3 separate regions of the Mus musculus genome follow, and regions 1 and 3 are each linked to region 2. The links are chromatin contacts, called in public Hi-C maps. All regions are on one chromosome and are shown on one strand. Each heading gives the region's core, a stretch centred on a gene start, on an enhancer-like site or on the middle of the called end of the contact. The rest is flanking DNA. Distances are from core to core; before and after follow the strand shown.

Region 1 (2,700 bases), core at 7-2,506, 140 kb before region 2:
CCACCTTGCTGCTGATCTTCCCATCTCCCCCTTCTGCTCTTCCCATGACAGTTGCAGCCATCTAAAGGGCAGCTAGACCCTGCCTGTGTCCTTTGCCACTTGTCCTTCCTTGACTTTGCAAATGAAGTTTTTCATTTCCAGCCCTAGGAACTCCCTGACTTGAGCAGGGACTCCTGTCACCTCCTATGCTGACCCTTCTCTACAGATAGTCTCCAGTGGCCTGTTGTTTATCTTTTAAGACCTCACCCCCGTTGCACTTCCTGGGGGGGCAACATCTGTAACTCTGAAGCCCGCCCTTCTCCCAGAGCTAGATAGGGTCTAATTCTTGCCCAGCACTTACTAACACATTCCTTATGGAAATCAGTGCCAGCAGCTGGGACTGGAATCAGCTGAAGCCCGACCCACTCAGAGGTCTGGCACCCTAAATAGGGACACCTGACAGGTGGGGTGGAAGAGACATCTTAGTGTTTATTTTCTCTACATCTCTTTATCATCAGAGTACCCTAAATATCTGACTTCTTATATGGCAGCTCATCGACTCAGAGGCTCAAGGAGAGGGGGGGGAGAGAGGGGGAGAGAGAGAGAGAGAGAGAGAGAGAGAGAGAGAGAGAGAGAGAGAGAGAGAGAAACATATTTCCTGTTCTGTGCTCACACCCCAACCATGCAGTGTTGATTCTGTAGCACTCCATCAGACCTGGTTGCCATGGAGACTGACCCAGGTAGAGAGAGAGAGAGGGACTCTATCCCTTAATGGAGAGGGTCACAATACCAGGCTCCAGAAATACCACAAGAATGTTAGAAAACAGCATCTGCCACATCCTTGGTCTCAAAGCTTTGTCCTACCATGAGTTACCAGCATGCCAAATGAACATTCAAACCCAGAGATTTCTGCAGCTCTCTGATAGACGCCCCCAGAGGCTGGAAAAGACCACCTGGACTCGCTGTGAGATACAGGAGTATCTACTGAACCACGAAGACATGAGATTTTCCAGAGTCTCTCAAAGATAATGTTGGCCCACTGGCTGCTGAGAAGGGAAGGGAAATTTTTGCGCACCATGTTGAAGCTGCCACAAACAGCTCTATGGCCTTGGCCACTTGTGAATTGCTTGTTTCACGTGTGAACCCAAGATACTCTTGTGTCTGCACTAATTTGTGAATTGTGAAGCAAGCAAGACTCCACCATGTCCAAAGAGTTACCCTAGAGCTGTTGCAAACTGTGTGGTTGTTAACTGGTTCTGGGTTTTGTTTGTTTTATTGTGAAATTGTTTTGTTTTCACTCTGTAGATCAGACTGGCCTCTGACTCACTGAGATCTACCTGCCTGTGCCTCCCAACTGCTCAAGTTAGAGACCGGTGACCACGCCCCGTTCTTTTTTGTTTGTTTGTTTGTTTGGTTTGGTTTTTGTTTTTTTTTTTTGTTTTTTTTTTTTCGAGACAGGGTTTCTCTGTGTAGCCTTGGCTGTCCTGGAACTCACTCTGTAGACCAGGCTGGCCTCAAACTTGGAAATCCGCCTGCCTCTGCCTCCCAAGTGTTGGGATTAAAGGCTAGGCCTTTAAGGCTGCTAGGCCCCTGGCTCCCAAGCCCCATTCTTTACATAGAATTTGCATCTGTCATTATTGCAGTCTTCAGCCTCCACTTTAGGTGGAAGTGGAGAAAACCAGGATGCAGAGGAAGGAAAAGTAGGAGAGAGAAGGTGGGCAGGCAGAGAATTGATCACTGAACCCTGTAGTGGCTCTGCCTCTCCAGAGTGGGAACCTCAGCTGGCCTCCTGAGCAAGACAAGGCAAATTTAATAAGCCTGTCAGCATGTCTCCCCCCTCACCACACACACACACCCCAGAACAGATGGTTGCTCTCTTCCAAGCTACACTGTTTAACATAACTCCCCAAGTTTACCAGGCCTTAGATACCCATTCCAGGCAAGGAACTCCAGGGAGGACACAATTAAATCACAATTTTTATGTTATTGATTTGGCCTAAGTTGATATGGCCCCATCTGGTTGAAATAAAAAATGCATTTTTCCTGTTGTATAGCTGCCTAATAATAACAAAAATTTCTGAATTTTTAAAAAAAATATCCATTTTGCATCCAAACACTGATGATTCAGTTCCCTGGGAGTTTTAGGGGCAAACAAGTGAATTCCCTTTTGAATACTAAAGCTAAACTAAATTCAGTTTAAAATTAATTTTAGGCAAATTAATATTCATTTTTCAGGAGCGAATTTCCATTTTAAATTGCATCATGGTGAACTCTCCCGATTTCAGTCTCTGCACTAAGCTCATGCCAACATCCAGAGGAAGAGGCACGACATGGAGGCACAGCATCGTGATGCAAGGCACGACACAGAGGCACAGCAGCGTGATGCAAGGACAGCTCTGCTGCTAACCGAGCTTCCAGCTTTCCCCGGGCTCTGCACGCTGGCGGGGAGTCCAGGAGACTTCTGCTGATTCATGGATGATTCGGTTCAGACTGCTTTCCAGTAGACTGCTGGAGATGAAACCGCCAATAAAACACCAGCCACCCCAGTTTATGAGAGCTCTTTTTTTATTATAATGTAATACATATGTTGGGGACAGCTCAGACATAGCATGTGCTTACAATGTGTGAGACCCTGGCTTTGATTTCAGCACTGAAAATAAACATATTAAAAACATCAACTCCAACACACACATACAGTGTCTCTATGTTGAAGACTATTTG
Region 2 (2,700 bases), core at 105-2,604:
TCTTCAATTTCGAGTGGCTCTGTCCCCTAGCTGTCCTTTTCCTAGCTTTTTCAATATTTTTCTTAATACTAAAGTGGTCCCTACTAGTGGCATGCAATCTAGAGGCTGAGACACTGCTTGGTGGCTGCCAGTGAATTAGACAGTGGCTCAGAATCCCAGAGTCCTCCATAGGAGGAAGACTAGTCTCCAGAAATATTGGACTTCAAAGAAGAGAGGGGCTACAAAAAGCACAAGTCAGGGACACATCTTAAGAAGAGAGCTAAAGAGCTTCAGATATGGCCTGTAGACTGTGAACAGGGATATGCAAAAGGGCTCCTGGGTCAGGGAAGAGCAACAAGGCCACAGAAGTGGAGACAGGAAGGCATGGAGAAAAGGCTGGCCATGAAGGTCCATGAGTAGTATGTTTGTCTACCATGCAGGGAGCCCTGAGTTTCATCTCCAAACCACATAAACTGGGTAGGCGGCACATGCCTGTATCCCCAGCACTCGGGATGGAGACACTAACTCCTTCAGAAGTTCAAGGAGATTTTTGCCTATGCAATGAGCTTGAGGTCAACTTGGGTTACACAAAGACTTTTCTAAAGGAAAAATAAGGGAAGAAGGGAGGGAAGAAAGGAGGAAAGAGGGAGGCTAGGAAGGAGGGAAAAGGGAAGGAACCATACAGTTCTTTAATTGACTGTGAAATTTGCAAATCTGAGGAACAATGGAGAGCTGCTGCTGGAAGCACTTGTGTGCTCCACATTGTTGGGCTCCCTCTGAGCTCACTGGCAGATGCTCAAAGGACTCTGGGTTCTTCCTGGCTCAGCAGACAATCTTCATTTGGAGACTGGCTCTCACCTGGGCTCCTCCTCTTCACCAATCTTTTGTTCCTCCCTACAGCCATGTCTGTGCCTAAGAAGGGCTCAGTTGACTATCTCTGTTTGCTAGAAGGACCTGTCTCCAAGAATAAGAATCCGTCTCTTCGAAGCAAGCCTGTAAGGAAGGGATTCGGGGACTTAGAACTCTAGGTTCTTTGAAGAGTCTACAGTCACCTTGTTCAGAGTCCTGATTTTGCATTAGGGCATCTTAAATGCTCTCTGGCAGACAGGCAGCCTAGTCTTGGAATCTCCAGTTCTTCCTTCTTAAAAGTGACTCAGAACCCACCCTGTACACATCTTGATTTCAGGACTCCACTGAGTAGCATTCAAGGACATTAATAAGCAGGAGCTGGTTTGCATTAACTGGTACAAAGCCCCTGTTCAGCCCTGGGGACAGCAAGCAGGAGGAGGCGGGTGGAGTCCCTGTATCTGTCAGACCTTGCCTGGGTTGGTAAGGAAAACAAGCCACTGCTCAGCCTGGCCAGCTGTTTATGTTGGGGACAGAGCGCTCCACACTGGCTGCTTGGGGGCTGCCGTGGGGAAGCTGCTGACAGGCTGGAGGCAGTGGATAATGTGAGCATTCATTCACTCCAGCTGATGTTTGCATAGCACTCCTGTGTGGAGGAGAAGGGACGGGGTGAGAGAGCAGAGAAAGGAAGAGCCATGAAGGCCACTTGGTAGAAGCCAGCCTCACGGCCTTCCAGGCCACCCTGTGGGGAGGGTCACTCTCGGGGAGTTGAGACACAGTGTCTACTGGGCAATGTGAACTTTTGTTGCCCAGCTTGCCCAAGTCTATAATAAGGCTAGTTAAACATTTCTAGTGTTTCCAAATATTCTTCATGATATTTCCCACCCACCCCCAATGAGCTGCCTGCTAAGTAAGGGTGGATAGACCCAATGCCCTTCAATCAGTTTGGATGGGGTTCAACCTCTTTTGTCCCGTACAAAAGAGCTGGGTCAGTCACTTTGGTCAGTCACTCCCTCTGCCACCTCCTGATAAGGGACCCGACTCTGAGTCCCTGACCCATTCCCAACCTCACCAGCATGAACATGACCTTGGAGTAGTTATATAACTGTTCTGGTCTTCTATTGCCTCACTTTGACTATGGGCACGATAACCAGTGCCCCATCTCCCAGGGTGGCTGTACCAGTAAGATGAGCCAATAGCCCAAAGGCAGGAGGACATCCCCAGGGAAGAAGTTGGCAAGCAATCGTTTATGCAAAGGGACAAGTAGTGGATACTGTAGAGTTTGGGAACTACAGTCAGAACTCTGTGGACTGTTCTTTTTTGTGTGTTGTTTTTTTATTGTATATTCCTTGGAAACCTTGACAGTTATTGTCAACCTCATGGGTGGCACAGAAATCCATGGTCAGGGCTTGACACACAGGCCATAGTCTCCCAAGCCTTGCTATAGGCAAGCTACAGGTGAAAGCCAAAGTTAGGGTGAACAGTTGAAGGAAAAAAACCTCTAAATGTAAGAAAATAACATGAAACACATATAACCATACATGTATGTGTTCTGGAGCACATATAACCATACAAGTATGTGCTCTGGAGAGTTTCTGACTTTTGGCCCACACTTGTGAAATTATTTGAACCTCCATTCATGTATCACAGGGGTAAGTTTTCATCTCTGTGGCAAATACCAGAAAGAAACAACTGACAAGGAGTAAGTCGGCCCTTTGGGCTCACATCTTCAGAGGTTGCAGCCCGTGGTTACCAGTGCCCACGGTGAAGGGAAGCACCACCCAGTGGTGGCCAGGAAGCAGAGAAAGTCAAGAAAGCATCGAAAGCAAGGTGAAACTTCTTAGGGCACCTTCCTCAGTGACCCACTTCCTCCAA
Region 3 (2,700 bases), core at 111-2,610, 190 kb before region 2:
CATCACAGGTCAGCCAGCATAGATTTCTAAGCAGTCACTGTAAATCCCACATCGTGGCTAACCTAGAAGAAAAAAGTATTGGACACCAAGGACCTCAATTTGAAATCAGAGAAAAGCAAGACTAACAAATGCCAGCAGGCAAGCACTTGCTGAAGTGTATTTGCCGGAGCTATCAAAAAGCCTGATGGAAAAAGTGGGCGTCCACACCAGTTTTCTAGGAACTCATTCTGTTTATACCTGCTACATTGGTGTAACTATTATTATTATTATTAATCCCCTGACCTTCACAACTGTACTGGTTTGGGTGATAAATTATGAAGTCACCTTAATGATGGCTCATCTATAGAAATGAACTCAACAAAAACTATAACCATAGCAACTAAGAATCATGTTGATGGGTGCTTTGTTAGCATAGATGGCATCACATACACCCCCAGTGTATTTTAGCCTGAATGAGGCAATTCCTTCTGTTGCTGGTGAGATTTGTATAGGCTCCGCTTGTCTTGTTGGTTAATCTGATGCAAAGACTCATCTCTGTGCTCAAATTCTGATCTCTGGCATAGGCTTAGACTATTGCTGAGACACGTCAGGTCTTTTGTCTATGGGAAACAGGTCAAGATCAGCCCTAAGGAATGGGCAAAAAGCGAACTGTGTAGTCCACATGAAGGAAGCAGGCTGGAGGTCTCACCTGCTCAGCTTGACAGCCTGGTCTGAGCAACCCGCTCCATGCTGGATGCTCAGCGTTCAGTCAGTGAGGCAGAGGACTTATATGAGGAATAACCTTATAGTGAAGCACTAAGAATAGCGTGGGCTGTGAGCAATTTGGAATGTACACTATACATCAGTGGGAGGCAGGGGATGTGGCTGTGGATGTTGGCAGAGGCTAAATGATGAAGGACCTACATCAGTAAGCATCATGGTTTTCCTCTGGAGTCGAAATGACATCTCAAATGTCATCCCATCCTGGGGCCCCTCCTTGTACTGACAGTTACGTTTGCAGCAAGATGACCTGGTTTTTCTCTCAGAACCTCTGTGCCCCTTCTAGGACTCTGTCCATATCTTGATCAGACCATCAGATGACACAGTTCCTAGGGATCCAGGACAAAGAGTGCCGGCAGAAACTGCCAACCTTGGGCACGTGTCCTCATGTTTGTGGTCACCTCTAGACACTACAGAAGAGCCGATGCAGTAAGAACAATTGATTGATGGGGGTCAAGTTGGGGTTTCCAAAGCAATTGCTGACGCTGCTGAGCTGACATAGAAGATGTTGTCTGTTCTTCTGGCGGACCTGGATGGTATAAAAGGCCGTTTAACCCAGTGCGCAGCTGCAGCCTTGAGCTGTGTGAATCTTGAACTCCCTGCCGTTCTGATGCACAGCACGTAAAAAGCATGTGATTCTGTTTACCCTGGTAGTGTGCACTCTTGGCCACAGCAGCAGATCAGTTTGGAATAAGCAAATAGAGTCACCCCGAAAGGCAAACTGCAGAAACTCTCCGCAATCACACGAGGAGGGCATGCCAACAGAGATTCTTTTCAAAGAAGAGAATTATGGGAAAGAAATCGATGAGTAAGAACTTTTAAAATCAAGTGCAGATGTTTGTTTTCTCATTTGCTCCACATGAGGGCTAAACATGATATCTGTAAGAAACGTCTCTCTTTAGGCCCAAGGGAGATTTCCCTTAAAACAGTGCAGAAAGTTTCCCCTTCACTAATTCCCTTAAACATGTTTCTTGAATAGTGACTTTTTTTTTCTTTCTTCCAACAGTCAGCAGAGCTGATTTGCTGACAAATCAGTGATGATCTGAGGGAGAGTGGCGAGTCTTCTTTTCCCCTGAGGACAGCAGAGGAGCCAAGTGATGGAGGCTATCTAGTCTAAAATAGGACCATGAGGTCACTGGACTGAGTTTGGTCCACCCCAGATCATGTGGCTACCAAGTCCACCTTGTCCATCCAAAATGCCTTAGTGAGTGTATGGTGATGACCTTTTAGCTGCAACCCTTCCTGGAGAGAAGGCTCCTGTTTAGAAGCCTTTATTATGACGGGTTCATTCATCTTTCCTTGTCAGTTGTTAAATCAGCACTCCTCTGCCCGATGAGTTGACAAACTTGGGCCAGAATGTGAATCAAGAATCTACTTCCTTTGTACAGGAATTCAGGCTCTGTGAAATCTATCAGCCAAGTCACGATGGCTTTGGTTTTTCCAGACAGGGTCTCTCTGTGTAGCCCCAACTATCCTCGAACTTGCTCTGTAGACCAAGCTGAGTTTGAGTTCAGAGACCCACCTGCCTCTGCCTTCAGAGTGCTGGGACTAAAGTGTGCACCCCCACTGCTGGAAGACAGTGTTTTTGCCATGGAGCCTGAAATGCACTATGATGTGAACTCCTAGAACTGGTACCCTTCGGTAACCATTGTGATCTGTTACCTACCTGCAGGCGGCTCTCTGAGAAGCACCGGCATATTCATGACTATTGCTTGTGCCGTCTTCACAGGCCAGAAACGTCTTCAGTTATCAGTCAGTCAACACTCAGAGAGGACAGTTTGCTTTGGAACAGTTCAAATCTATAAAACGATGCAACGGTACAAAGAACGCCCATGAGCTTTCCTCCTCCTAGGTTGCCCTTCAGATTCTGCCTGTGGGCTACTTGCTACTAAGGGGGCAATTCATGATCACATGACCTGGATTTCCCATCTCTGCCTTTCT

Evidence for each region. Hi-C and Micro-C count contacts between places; a contact is called where the count stands out from the background.
Region 1: a Hi-C map of liver shows a contact between it and region 2, with 8 times the contacts expected there. The contact joins two enhancer-like sites. A contact is called at or near these places in 2 of 484 Hi-C or Micro-C datasets (adipose-derived mesenchymal stem cells and liver), 2 of 115 datasets of contacts at active chromatin or transcription factors (double positive thymocytes and liver) and 1 of 9 other capture datasets (embryonic stem cells).
Region 3: a Hi-C map of liver shows a contact between it and region 2, with 5 times the contacts expected there. The contact joins two enhancer-like sites. A contact is called at or near these places in 1 of 15 datasets of contacts at CTCF or cohesin (liver), 6 of 484 Hi-C or Micro-C datasets (erythroblasts and liver), 6 of 115 datasets of contacts at active chromatin or transcription factors (the HPC-7 cell line, bone marrow-derived macrophages, embryonic stem cells and 2 more) and 1 of 9 other capture datasets (embryonic stem cells).

Annotation. Positions count from the first base shown.
Region 1 is chr8:35,348,552-35,351,251 of GRCm38.p6, reverse strand. Gm34705 (a long non-coding RNA gene) reads left to right here. Exons shown (of 5, transcript XR_378885.3): 5 at 2,215-2,663. Among named protein-coding and RNA genes, the nearest start is that of Gm34705, 18 kb to the left of the region's middle. Within about 2 kb of position 1,256, at least 40 of the 459 cell types and tissues checked have an H3K27ac peak or open chromatin away from gene starts, as enhancers often do. A contact at or near this core is called in liver, where this site is marked.
Region 2 is chr8:35,210,920-35,213,619 of GRCm38.p6, reverse strand. No RefSeq gene overlaps it. Among named protein-coding and RNA genes, the nearest start is that of Gm34474, 6.4 kb to the left of the region's middle. Within about 2 kb of position 1,354, at least 36 of the 459 cell types and tissues checked have an H3K27ac peak or open chromatin away from gene starts, as enhancers often do. A contact at or near this core is called in hepatocytes and liver, where this site is marked.
Region 3 is chr8:35,405,036-35,407,735 of GRCm38.p6, reverse strand. Gm45301 (a long non-coding RNA gene) reads left to right here. Exons shown (of 2, transcript XR_003947528.1): 2 at 1-2,700. Among named protein-coding and RNA genes, the nearest start is that of Gm45301, 3.1 kb to the left of the region's middle. Within about 2 kb of position 1,360, at least 12 of the 459 cell types and tissues checked have an H3K27ac peak or open chromatin away from gene starts, as enhancers often do. A contact at or near this core is called in hepatocytes and liver, where this site is marked.